Regions from separate parts of the Anas platyrhynchos genome. Here region 1 is linked to region 2. A link is a contact called in public Hi-C data. All regions are on one chromosome and are shown on one strand. The core of a region is the stretch at or near the end of the contact, and the rest is flanking DNA. Distances in the headings are between cores, read along the strand shown. Region 1 has its middle 14 kb from the start of MBNL3. Region 2 has its middle 17 kb from the start of STK26.

Region 1 (7,125 bases), core at 2,322-4,821, 200 kb before region 2:
GCAAGGATGTTTGCAAGAAGTTGTTGGCATAAACCTCGGTATAAACTATAAACTGCACAAACTGTATTTTCTCCTGGATGTTCATGGATGGAGGGCTGTGAATGACTCCTCAAAGGATGCATTCATTGGAGCCCTTGTTCTGCTGAAGGGTTCTCAGCTACCTGACCTTGATGAGGAGCCCCACAGCAGAAATTCACTGTCTGGTGGCACAATGCTCCTTTTGTCAGCGAACAGTGAATTTTCTTGTAAATGAAGTTAGAGAATGATGAGAGCTAGAGTAAGGAAGGATGAGTTCAAGGGGTGTTTAGGCCAAACAAAAGGTGGGATTTCAGAACAGCTATTTTGAGGTTCTCAAGTCCCATTTCAGTTATTATCTCCGAGATGACGTTTTTCTTTCAAACATCTCCCTTAAAATTTGAAGAAAATCCGGAACGAGATGGATCCAGGAGCCGAACTTACCCTTTTCTTTCAGGTCAAAGAATTCCTCCTGCCCCGGGAGGGCCATTTTCGTGACCTTAAACCTCCTCAAAAGCCACCCGGCCGAAGCTGCGGCTCGGCGGCCGCCAGAGGGAGCCGAGAGGTGCCGGAGCCGGGGCCGGGCGGTACCGGGCGGGCTGGAGGGGGCCGAGCCCCGGAGCCCCGGAGCTCTCCTTACCGATGCTGCTCGGCCTCTGCTTCTCCCCGGGGGCTGCTCCCTCGCTGTGACCCAGCCACAGCTCCGCGGACAGCGGGCAGGGGGCTGCCGGCGGCCCGGAGGTGCGTGATCCGCCGGGAGAAATTGGGAATTTTCCCTCCGGGCACGGCGAGCTGGGAAGCGTCTTAATAGACATCATTACATTAGAATAATTGCTGCGGAATCAGCAAAGCGCGGGCATAATCTTTAATGCCTGGGAAATCTCGCACAGTTTCAAAATAATTAAAAGCGGGATTAATCTAGATGCCAGACAACGCCTGCCTAATTACTAATGAATGGGGCTATCTGAATGGCTGCAGCACCCTCAGCAGCATCAGCGAAACGGTGCAGAAAGCGGTTACGTGGCTGGGAGAGGAACCGCAGCTGGGAGGGACCCCAGCACCTGAGCAGCAGGACCCCTGTGGAAAGTTCCCCCTGCTTGGAGCAGACCCGGTGTGTCTCTCTGGTAATGATTTTGCAGACCTGGCGTTGATATGTCACCTTTTGACTCCTTTTAAAATGAAACCAGCAACACTGGGACGAGTCTGGAGCCCTGTGGAGCCCAAAGCTCCTCAATAGCTGTCCTCCTGCACAAACACAAATCAATGCGACTTTTGCTGGTGCAGGGTTGTGCAGTGCTGGTCGCAGCAGCAGGAATTGCTACGGCCCTTCTGCTGCAGCAGGAGGCAACAACCCTTGCAACTGCTGTCACACAGGACCATGCACTGTCCCTGCAGCACACATCACCGGGTCACATCCCAGGCAGCAGCAGGGTAAAGCCTGGCTGCAGGGTGCTGCTTCCAGGAGCATTGCAGCTGTCAATACACAAAACCAAAGTCCTCTCTGCAGGGAAGGCGTTACAATGCATGTCCTGGCTGAGCCCTGGCCATTCTGGCAACCTGCTGGCACAGCTGGATAATGCCAGACTCGTGTTGAGGTTGGGATGCCTGTGGCACTGGTGGATGGAAGCCACGTTGTGCCAGTTGTCCCCACATGCCTCTAGCTGTGGCCAGTACACACCAAGGCTGTGTCCCCTGGAGCTGATTGCAGAGATCATTCACAGATTTACAGTCATTGCTGGCATTTTTGTGTTTTCCTGAGACCTGCCACACTTGTAATAATTTCTGCTGCTTTTGGTTGAAGGCCAATGTCAGGAACTCCCCTTTTCCCTGTTCCCAGCGCTGTGGATGTAGTCGCTCTGGGAGGATAAGTTGTGCTGTGACTGCGTCTGCATTTGCTGCTGGCATTGCCCCATTTGTTGTCATCCTTAGAGGTGTTTTACGGGCATGTGTTTATTTTGATTCAGTAGAAAAATAAGTCTTCCGTATTTGTGTTTTAAACAAATCCTCCCCACCAGATCAAGGTGGGCTAATTCCTTGTGTGGGAAGGTGAATGCAGTGAGCAGCTCCTCCAACATGGCTCTGTCTCCCCACCATCTAACCCACCATCTCCCTCTCTCCAGTGGCAGCTCCTTTTGTTTCTGAATATGTACAGATGAAAGAAAGAACCGACAAAACAAATCTCTCTGATCTCTCTTTACAAGCATCTATTCTCCCCTGGAGAGATCAATGGGAGGAGTTGGAAAAGGGTGTTTTATTTCAAAATTGTTCACACGGGGGATTCACAAGCAGCAGTGACCTCCCCATGGTGGAAACCACCTGGTGCACTGCACAGAGAGCTGCACAGGAGGAGGGAGGGAGAGGGAGTGCGGCTGGATTTGGGTTCTGTGGGGGCCAGGGCTGCAGCCAGAGCACCCGTCTGCCCGGCACAGGCATCAGTGCCAGGGCACCACTTGCTTGGCAAAATCCCTCATCCTCCCTAGAGATGGGAAGCAGGATGGGCTCATGGCATACACGCAGCTATGGTCTGGTCAGAAAGAAGCAGCAATGCTGTAAATCACTGGTCATGCCTCAAGCAGGGGGTTGTGCAGCTCCTTTCTGCTGCTCTGCAGCTCAGGCTGATGGTGCTGGCCCCAGGATCTTTTCTTGCTGGGGAGCTGAAAGGGGTGGAGAGAAGAGGGGGTCTGGAGTGGGTCTGAACGTAGTTCATCCTCTCCAGGAAGTGGAGAGAGGAGGTTGGGAGGCTGCAAAAGCTGGTATTTCACCTGTAATTAAAAATTGTAGAGCTGAATGTGATGCTGTGCAGAATTAATGGGGCTGCATTGTTTATTTACATATATATAAAAAAAATGGGTGCTTATTGGGAGTAATGAATTATCATAGAATCATAGAATATCCTGAGTTGGAATGTGAATTCCAATAATTGTGAATAAAAACAGCCATACACTGATTTTTTAAAATACGGAAAAAAATTATTCTGTAAAAATGTAAGAGAATAACAGGAAGGATATCACAGAGCCTCAGGCCCTGTACGTCCCACTCTGAATTTCCACGTGGAGGACCCACAGGTGGAGGTGACCCAGGCGGTGCCGCGTGCTGCCAGGCGTCCCTGCATGCAGGTACGGTGTTTGTTCTGCCCTCGGTGGGTGTCTAAACTGGGATACCGCACCTGGGTGCTCATTGCTGAGACAAACAGTGGAGAGCTGGGGCACAGCCGTGGCTCAGCCCGTGCTGAGATCCTGCCCCGGGAGGCCACACCGCAATGGGCTCTGCCAAAATAATAAGCCAGCTGCCAGGCCCTATTCGGCACGCACCTCGCCTCCCATTGCCAGACCAGGCAGAAGAAGCACACTTTGCCAAAGCAGTTTCCCAAACGGTCACAGATTTTGCAGTAGCAAGAACAGGGCTGCTCCCTCCCACCCCGTGCCCTAGAGCTCGGTCATGGAGAGAGCACGAATTAAAATTAACGCTGGCTGGCTTCCTCGGTGCCCTTCAGAGTGCAGCGGCTGTGCTGGAGGCACGCGCTTGCAGGGCTGGCTCCATGCAGAGCCTGCATCTCGCAGGGCCCGCGGCCGCTGCTGACTCACGCACCGTGGTGCACGCTTCCCTGCACCGCCCGGTCACGCCATTGCAATGCACTTTTTTTTTTTTTCTTTCTTTCCTTTTTTTTTTTTTTGTGGATGACAGAATGCTGCATCGGCTGCTGTGTGTGCAAAGTGCTGCCTGCAGAATTTTAACTCCCTCCCAAGGCCTTTCAGGATGTCACTGCCCATCTGGAGGGAGTCGTGCTGGCTCTTTATCAAGCATCACATTGATTTTAAAATTACTTTGATGGCTCTTTAAGGCAGTGCACTTTTTGTGGCCCTCTGCATTTGTCAAAGATGATCTCTCTTTTCCCCATTGCAGGGCAGAGGGGTGGCATTATCTGCTTTTGCTGCATTGATTTTCTGTAAACAGGGGGTCATATTTTGGATGGGGAGAGGAAAATCTGAAATGAAGCAGCTGACTCTCACATTTCCCCCAGAAACATTCAGCTGTGGAGCAGAATGTCACTTGCTAAACACACTTTTAGGGCAGTGTGTTCCCAAGCCATCTGAGAGGTGGAGGAGATGTTGCTACAGTCCTGGTACTGTGCAACCCACAAGCTGTAAAACAGGGGGATCGGGGCCCCACATCACTGCCTTCTCATTCTTTGCTAAACCTGGCAAACTGTGCCCTGCGTCCTAACCCCCGGACGAGCCTGTTTGACCTGGCTGCTTTTCTGTCTCTTCTGTACAAAGCTGAAATGCAAACCCAAAACTGCAGAGGCAACATTTGAAATTAAGATCTAAAGGTGACTCATTCTGTCACCTTCTGCAGACTGCAGAACAGCCTTTCCTTAAGGATAAATAAAATCTCTGTATCTGTACACTCAGCTGTTAATACTGTAAATGAAGTACAATGTTTTTCAGATTATTGAATCATTACTGTCAGTAGAACAAGCAGCTCAAGCAGGCTGCCAAGCAGGAAGATGAAAGAAATCATTAATTTCACGTTACTGGTTCATGCACAGATTCCTAAGTGGGGGTGATTAACTACTGGATCAAGCCACCGAGGAGAGCGGGGGCTTCTCACTTTCTTATTGTCTCCAGATGAAGCTTGGCTGCCTTTCTGCAAGAGCTGCTTCTGCCAGACAGAGTTGTTGGACTCAGTGTTAGTCAACTGGATGAACCGTAGCAGGAGCCCACGACGTGCAAGAGGCCAGTGGAGACAACCTAATCGTCTCATCCACCCAGAAGGTTTGTCACAGGCTCTTAAAAAAGGTCTGGATATTTATGCACATTCTGAATACGCATAGGTCGGTGCATTCAGTTCCCTTTAAAGAAATACCTTTCAGCTGGCACCAGCTGAATGATGGTGATTCCATTCCCTGAAAATGTGGGTGCAGAACCTCTCCGTGGCGTCTGAAAGGCGGGAGGGGGGCAGCAAGGTGAATCTCCTTTTCTTTAGGGTCAGCTGTTAAAATGAGCTTTCACCCTGCAGCAGTGGGTGGAGGACATGCTGGCACTGCTATTTGCATCCCCAGCACTGCCGATTCCTGCAGGCAGCTGAGAAGGAGCAGTGTTAGCACCTTTCCCATCTCTCTGGAGGGCTTTGTGGGCTGTGTGATGCTGTGGTGAGCCAGTTCACACGATGTCGTGCCATGTCACGCTCTGGGACTCGCTTCAGTGTTGTCAGGGAGGGCTCAGTGGGGTGATCAGCCCCTTTGAGGCTGCCTCTCAAAGGGTCCAGGCACCCACCAGTTACCCCAGTACGTTGCTTGTGGCTAATGGGGTGGATTCTCCTTGCACTGGGCCTTTTCCATTCAAGCTGGCTTTCTAATGAGATGAGATATTTCTGCATCCATCACCCTGTGTTATTGTCTCTCCCTGGGAGTCAGCCCTGGGGCAATGGCTCTCACTGTCCTGGGGAGAAAAGCAAGGGTTTTCTCCCTGAACTATCCCTGTAGATGCTTGGCTACCAGCAGTTCCTAGCCAGGATAGAGGATTGCAGTTGAATCTTCTCCGTCACAGCCCTACAGAAAAAGGAATACCCAATTCTTTAAAATTAGGTAGGCAGATACTCTGCACCTCCCGTGGATCCCATTGCCCCAGTAACAGTGTGTTTCACGCTCCCTTTGGCATGGCCACCTTTATTTTAGAGAGAGCAAGCTGCTCCCAGAGGGCAGCTAGCCCTGGCTGCCTTTCATCACCATCTCTCACCCTGGGACGCTCATCTTCCTCGCAGACCTCACACAGGGGCTTGGCCATCCCCTGTGCTTGCATGCTGCTCCAGAGCTCAAAGCCTGGGAAATGTCTCTGATTAATTGATTAATTCTCAGGACTGCTAATTAAGCAGGATGTACCTCGGATTTGCTCAACAAAAGGATTTGGTTGCAAGCCTTTTTTTTTTTTTTTTCCTTTTTCCTTTTCTGCGAGATTTTGATTTGCTCAGCGGGGGCCTCGCTCATCAGTTGGCAGCCAGCTATGAAACCCTCAAACATGTGGCAGCTGGAGACATGGATCACGCCGGTGGGGTGGCTCTTTCTCAGCTCGGATGCCCACAGTGAGGTGCTGAGTGGCTCCCTCTGGGTGGGAGGAGGAAGCTGGAAGCAGGACGGAGCAGTCCTCGCTGCAGAGGACTCGTGGCAGTACTGCCTTTGAGAGGGGTGATGGACAAGGTGTTTTTTCCAGAACAAAATGCTTCTGGATGCATTTCTGGATCAAATGCCAGTGGGTTTGATATCATGACATTAAATATAGGTGTTGAGATTCTCCCCTCACATGCCAAGCAGCAGAGACATGCAGACATCTCATCATATCCCAACTTGCTCATTGCCTCAACTTGCTCCCCTGCCCCATTTGGTCCCCAGGGAAGCAGGCTGAGCTGGCATATGCAGAGCACAGGACATGGGGTCCTCCAGCCAATTGCTGGCATGGAGTGCAGAGGGTGAGCTGTTCCTTGCACATTATTTACCTGAAGCTGTAGTGGATCTGCTCTTTCCAGTATAGTCATGCCTTTGACCTCATAATAAATGCAAAGATTAAAAAAAATTGGGGGGGGACAGACAGACACATTTATTGAAGGGATATATTGTATGTGCTGTCCAAGATCTGCTTGGTATTCAGAACTGGAGGAAAGTAGGAACCTTAATGTTTACATTCGTACCAATTTAGGCTTTAATTTAGGCAATATAATGCAATCTATCTTTCTCTGGATTTTAATAGCTTTTCTATTATTTTGCTCCACGGATACTTGGAAATGGGAGCTCCTTTACTACGTGACTACTTAGAGCAATAGAAGAGCTATTTACTTAACACATTAGTTTGCAGGCACCCTTCTATGAGCCTGCTTGTGGAAGCTGCCTGCCGTCCATGGCTGTGTGTATGAATATGCATAATTAATAAATGTTATTTGCTGGACGTATATCCCTGAGTGTCTTGGCTCTCCTTGACCGAGAAATGCTGTCTCTCTGAGATCTAATGGAAGGTTTAGACTTTTTAATTTATTTTCTTAGATTAGACTCAGAAAATAACCTTATTATTCTAATAGGTAGATTAGTCCCTGAGGAAGATATGAATAAATGAAAAAGTG
Region 2 (6,884 bases), core at 1,082-3,581:
TTTTCTTTTTCCCCCCTCTCTTTGCAAAGTGGGAGTTTTTACTCATGCTACTCAGGAGTCAAAACATACTCTGAAAAGTGTATAGTTGTAGCTTAAACACAACGGCAACCTTCCTTCTTAATTCTTTCTCTATCACTCACTCAGAGGCTTCACGTAACAGTTAAGCAGCATAAAAACATCAATTGTGTGCCAGTTCCTGTAGAGGCCGCACACAACTCATTTATAAGGGTGGCAGGAGCCTCTGTATGAGAATCTGCTAACAAGACTATCCTTGGTACGATGAGCTCTGTGTGCTGAAGGAAATGCTGCTTTTGCAAGCTTATTTTGTTTATCTGACTGTCATAGTTTTGGCTGGGATAGAGTTAACTTTCTTTGTAGAAGTTTTTATGATGCCGTGTTTAGATGAAAAGAATGGTGATAGGACACCAATATCTTAGCTGTTGCAGAGCAGTGCTCACACAGAGCCAAGAACTTTTCAGCTCCTTGTGCTGCTCTGCCAGCAGGGAGGCTGAGGGTGCACCAGGAGCTGTGAGGGGACACATCCAGGACAGGTGACCCAGGCTGACCAAAGGGATGTCCCACACCATGTGGAGTAACACTCAGCAATAACAGAGGGAGGTGGAGGGTGAGGGGAACATCTGGAGTAATGGCATTTGCCTTCCCAACAAACCATGCAATGAGCCCTGCTTTCCTGGAAGTGGCTGAACACCTGCCTGCTGACAGGAAGTGGCAAATGAATTCCTTGTTTTGCTTTGCTTGCACCTGCAGCTTTTGCTTTATCTAGCAATCTGCCTTTATCTCAACGCATGAGTTCTCACACTTTTACCTTTCCAATTCTCTCCCCCATCCCACCTATGGAAAGTGAGTGAGCACTGCGTGTGTGGTACTGAGCTGCCTGCCGGGATTAGACCAAAACAATCACCTAGAGAGGAAGAAAAGCAGAAAAACAATTAACAAGTCAGGAGATAAAGGTAGTATAAGGACAGTATAAGCAGCAGCACACTTACAAAACTATTAGAAAACACCCTTGCTTTACCATGTCTATTAATTAAATATAAAGAATCATGGTCCTAGTCCAGATGATTCAGGAAGACACTTAGTGCCCATTGCATGAGCAAAGTTTCTCCTTTGTACACTGATGCTCAGGAGGAAAAATCCAAAGGCTGGGAACAGCCATGCCCCAGGGCAGAGCACTCTGGGTGCTGGCAGGAGATGCTCAGAAGAATCAAAAGCAGAGACCGGCTGCCTCCAGCACCCCTGCCCTGGCTGGGTGCTCTGCCGTGGGACACATGGAGCACAGCCTGTGCTGGCTCCTTGGCCACTTCTCAGCTGCCATGGCTGGGGACACTTTTGATGCTTCTGCTCTGAACCAGACGGCGTTGTGTCCCCTTGGGGCTGTGGGAGGAAAAATAGCTCAGAGGACTGCTCTGCACTAGGGACAAAGCTCTCAGATACTTCCTCTTCCTAGTTGCTTAAAAAAATAAAGAAAATTACATTTCCCAACCCCTGACAGGGTGTTACATTTCCTCAAGAGGAAGAAAAGCTGTACACCAGCTGAGTCAGCTCTGGGTTGCATAAGATATACCTCAGTCACTCTGGGAGAGTGACATTCACTCTAATTCCACTATTATTGGCATCCATAAATCTGCATGTGTCACACACTTATTGTAAAAAGTTAGCAACTCGGGGTGACTTTGCTTAAAGGGAACAAAAAAACTATCAAGCCCATGTGCATTAAGAAGATGCTATACAACATCCCAACATACAGATAAAATAAAAGATGGCAGCTATAAATAAGAACATTTAAAGATCAGCATCACAAAGTTGGGCATTGGCAAGTCAAAAATCTCCTGTTATTTACATAATTACTTGATAAGAAAGTAACAGAGCCCTAAGCTCTCTGGCTGCTTTTTTTTTTTTTTTTTTTTTTTTTTTTTACAGTACGCTTCCCATTTTTGCTCTACTTCTAGAACACAACAGAGCAAAAATCCACATTGCATCCACTTCCACATATTTTTTTAAATCTACAATTGACCAACATGCAAAAATACATGGCATGTTAAGAAGATAAGCTAGTGAGTGATTCAGGAGAGATGTTGAAACACCTTTGGGAGCACCAGGAGCAGGGGAGAGCTGTATGAGACCTGGTTTAAGTCTCAGGGCCACTGCGTGCTGCTGCCAGACCTTGTCCTCCTACCATATTTGGTAGAGCAACGAGGATGCAAAGCAAGAACTAAAAGCCTGGCTTGGCAGGCAGTTGGCAATAGAGCCTGTTTTGTGTATGCTGTAATTTGCGGTCACTATCTCAGGGAGATCTGATGCACTTTGCTCCCTCTGAGCATTCCCTGCCTCTGCCCTCCAGCCTTCACCTCACCACGCTCTGTACTGCAGCAGCCAGCATGAGAGCCCAGGGCTAAAAGGCATTCTGATTAACACAGGGCAAAGCAGACAAGGAAAGAACTTGTGCATACCCCAAAAGCTAAAGGAAGATGAAATACAGGCTTATGGCCCAACGAGAAGGATCAGAATGAGCTGGCTGCAGTGAATCTTGGTGCATTTGATTTTCCTTTTGTTTTAGTCCTCGCAAAAACTGTTATCTATAATCAAAGTGCATTAACTTTAACAAGCAAATAAACATACATCCAGATGAACAGGCTGGAGAACACTGAGATAAAGTGGATGTCTTCAGATGGGCAGGGCTATATTAGTCCCTGAGTGCAGAATGACCTAAATACTGAGGCCACCTGAAATCCTGGCAATGCCTGCAGCAAACAGGAGAAGTCTCTAAAAACTGAAGAACAAACATTATATTTGTTTTCAGAAAGGAAGCCTCCAAGCAATTATTCATCCAGTTATCCAACTCTTATCCCGAGAGAAATCCTGGAACAAAGTAAACAATTTTATATTCCTTCTTTGCCTTGTTTATGAGCCATTAACAACAGTTTGTGCCAAAACACACACACACACACACACACACACACACACACACACACACATATATATCTATATTTGATAGCCCAAATATGTGGGGCAACATCCTTATGATCAACTTGAAGAAATATAACAGTTAATCACTGAGATAGGCAAGCAGCTAGCTAAAAACAAAACAAAACAAAACACTCTTAAAGAGCACTTGACCACCCAGCAGGATAGCAAATGCTGCTATTTCACAGGAATCTGCCAGGTTAGCAGCTTTTTTCAGCATTTTAAACAATTTAATCATGTGAAAGATGGCACTCCATGGATTATATTGAATGAGAAATGGTTAGAAAGATGTCCAGGGACACGCTTAGAGTATAAAAGATTGCAACAGTTTCCAAATGGCACAGAAAGATAAGTGACAAAAATGCAATTCAATAAAATTGTTAAAAGTATTCCTCTTAGGCAGAAGAAATCAATTTTGCAGAAAAAAGTGACTAACAGGGTAGCAGCATCGCTAAAAAGATCAAAAATTGTAGAAAGCCACAAACTGACTGTATAACAATTCATTGCCACAAAAAGAAGGAAAAACTACTCATTCTGGACATACTTGGGGAAAGGACTGATGGACAAATAAGGTAAGTGTTCTGCTGTTCTGGGGATGATGCAGTTTTGCTTAGAAAGCAACACACACAGCTATAGAGAAGACCAGTAAGAATGACAAAATGTTTAGAAACATAATTTAGGAGATGAGTTTGAAAGATTTGGGCTGTTTTCAAAGAAAACAGAAGATAGAGACTGAAGTCAAGGCAGTATATCAGAGTGCAAAAACAGCTGCTGAACAGTCATGGTCCCTGGCAATAGCAGAAAGAACAAGAAATCAACTTAGTTTGCAGCAAATTTAATTTAGGTCAGTTACTAAGGGAGTTTTCTAATTAAGGCAAATACAGCAGTAGAACAGAATATTTGGGAGCTTCCTTCATGAGATTTTTATTTATATATATATAAAAACAACCAACAGCAACAACAACAACAACAAAAAAACAAGCTTGGCAAACAGACACCATTAGTGCTCAGTTCTGGCACAGAAGAACACAGCAGGTGTTGTCCTGAGACCTCCTCTAGCCCTACCTAAGCTTTAATAAATGGTTTATCAATATAATTTTACGTAACTCCTGTAAACAAAAAATACCCCACACATATTACACACCTAATAAAAATGAGCCAGTTTTTCCAAGGATGCAGGTTTTTTGCTTTAAGCTAAGCTTAAACACAGCCCCTTAAGTCCAACATGCAGATGGGTGTGTTACCAGCTTTTCTGCCTTTTATTCCCCCTAGGAAAACAAGTCAAAGTCTTGTGCACACTGGAATAGCTATATGAAAATCAGCTCTTGAAAAATGTTAGCTAATGGTTCTGCCTTAGTAGTTGCCAATGTAGTCAGGGTTATCTACATTTGAATATTCTCCCGGAAAACGGTAGGATGTAAATTAAGAACTAAATAGCTATACCGTGAATAATGTTCCCTGTAGCTGACACCTTGACATTTGAAGGGCTGAACAGTTTCATACCTTTTCAGAAAAGTACCTAGCTGGCATTTTCAAAGCTTCTACGCTGACATTTTGTGTAAAGGAAGGAAACTAGTGAGGCTAAGAGGCTTTGACGTGTAGGAGTAAGAAAGGTTCCAACAGGCAAAATAGATAAATACGAATTAATTTCAGTGCTTCCACTGCCATTGCCAAAAATCAATGGTATTTGTTTGAACTTGCTTCATTAAAACAGGTCAGAGAGAGGTGGTAATGACATACTTAAGTGCTTTAAGGAAGCACTGGCTTTTTGTAATTCATACGTTACAGAATTGCTCTGTATACAGGCAATGAGGTCTAAGACAGCTATAGCTGATAGCATGTGATCTAATTGGTCTTTGATTAGATCAATAGGAAAAGATGCCCATTGCACACATCAGTTAGTTGGTTTTTTAGAATGAAGCACATGTTCAGGTGTTTGTTTTGTTGTTTTCATATCACAGAAGGTGTAGGGCCAGCACTACTTTTAATACAAGACATTAGTTTAACTCTGGGTTCAAGTTGCCCCTAAATTTCAATTTAGCTTATTACACTCTGTCTGTGTTCCAGAAAGTGATACTGTCTGAGTTTAATGAGCTTCTTTGTGTCCACTTTCTGTCTCATGCTTTTAGCCAAGACCAGTTTAGAATGTAATGCAAGTTAAGCAAAACATCAATGTAATAAGCTAAGCGTATGATTACTTGAAATACTGTTTGGCTGGAAAGTGTCTTTTTGTAGATGCTTTGTGCAAGAGTCATCAAAATAATTTCAGTACTTTGGCAAAAGCAAAACAAGGAGCAGGGAGTATTACTAGAATACACTGGCTGGTTTACAGCTCTGCAGTGACAGCAGTGATCAACTTCCACTGCTGACTTATTACCTTAAGAGCACTACTTAGAAATAGCTACATCAGAGCTGTTGTTGAGATACTTTAATGATAAATATGCAAGGTTTACAAGCAAAGAGAAATTAATTCATTAGCCTAACAACGTAAGTGGAGGAAAGAGAAAAGACCTAGAAGTAATCAACAGGCTTTCAAGCTCTCACACGCTGCAAACCTGAGGCACCGTTTCCGGACCCAAAAGAAAGTTTTACTCTCCCTTTCCCTCCCACCCAAACTGATATTGCTTTGCTGTGGTGAGAGTGTGGATTTATTTACATCAAAGTGATCTTCAGTCACTTACTTTTCACCATGATTCAACGTAGCTAGTAGGAAACTCGTCCAAATAGAATGATCTTAATCTGGTTTTGCATTTGGATTTTAATTTTTGTCTAGAAGCTACATTTCTACAGCTGACAGCACAACCGCTTGGGATTGTTCCAATAGAATAGTTTCAGCATAAAGCAAGTGAGCAAAACCAAAGTATTTGGAAATCACCATGATGAATCTTCAATAATCCTGACAGACCTCTTGTTCTTACCAGACTGTCTGTTCCTGGAGCTCAGGCACTCAGCAGCTGCCAAACACAGTGCTGGGGGGAGCAGGAGGGAGGTTTATGCTGCACCCTGACCGTACCTGGGCTTCAAGTCACCTACCTCCTCCTCTTTCTTGGGGCGAGGGGAAAATCCCTCCAACACTGATTTTTTTTTTTTTTTTTAAATGAAAAATAAACCAACATTTCCCTTCCAATGGAAATTCTGAACATTTCAAGTGCCAATTCAGAACTAAATTTATTGAAGATTTTCCAGAGAACGGAAATACCCAAACTGTGAATAGTTCTTTCTACCTATTAAACACCACAACACCTTGGTGTACAACTCAGTGTCCATCTACTCATTACTTTAAAGTTATTCAATTATGTCATACCTTAATTGAAATTAATTAAAAATATCACAAAGTGTTTAATCTTTATAGACATTCCAAATGCAGAAAACATCATTTGTTTTGTATTTAACATGATGTATTAAAATAGGGAAAGGTTATCGGAGGGGAATGTTTAAAATTAGTGGCCATTATTGCCATAAACATTGTAGAAATAAAAAACAGATTGTTCAAAATTAAAGAATAAGCTGTGAAGTTAAATAGCAGAAGTATCTGCTCACTGAACTGAAGGGAACAAAATGTACTTTCACTGAATCTTTCAAATAATCCATCACTAATGTGTTTATTTGGCACTTGAACACATTTTGGTGTAAGCAGCTAAGCAATGGCTATCATCAGGTTAGCAACCTGACATTTTCAATTACTTCAACAGCTAACAGGCACATTAAATATTTAAACTACACTGGAGGTTACAGAACACTCAGTCAAATTTCAGTTTGAGAATTTTATTACTTCTCTACACCATTTTTAAAAAAACATGCCAATATAAGAAAGTAGTGTTGCAATGAGCATGCACAGGGCAAGACCACCCCCCTGGTGCACAGCCCTATCTCCATTTCATTACTCAAGCCAAAAAATG

Evidence for each region. A called contact is a pair of places that touch in the nucleus more often than the background predicts.
Region 1: a Hi-C map of liver shows a contact between it and region 2, with 3 times the contacts expected there. The contact joins two enhancer-like sites. A contact is called at or near these places in 2 of 8 Hi-C or Micro-C datasets (liver and subcutaneous adipose tissue).

What each region holds. Positions count from the first base shown.
Region 1 is chr10:16,259,172-16,266,296 of IASCAAS_PekinDuck_T2T, reverse strand. No RefSeq gene overlaps it. Among named protein-coding and RNA genes, the nearest start is that of MBNL3, 14 kb to the right of the region's middle. Within about 2 kb of position 3,571, at least 2 of the 8 cell types and tissues checked have an H3K27ac peak or open chromatin away from gene starts, as enhancers often do.
Region 2 is chr10:16,053,903-16,060,786 of IASCAAS_PekinDuck_T2T, reverse strand. No RefSeq gene overlaps it. Among named protein-coding and RNA genes, the nearest start is that of STK26, 17 kb to the left of the region's middle. Within about 2 kb of position 2,331, at least 1 of the 8 cell types and tissues checked has an H3K27ac peak or open chromatin away from gene starts, as enhancers often do.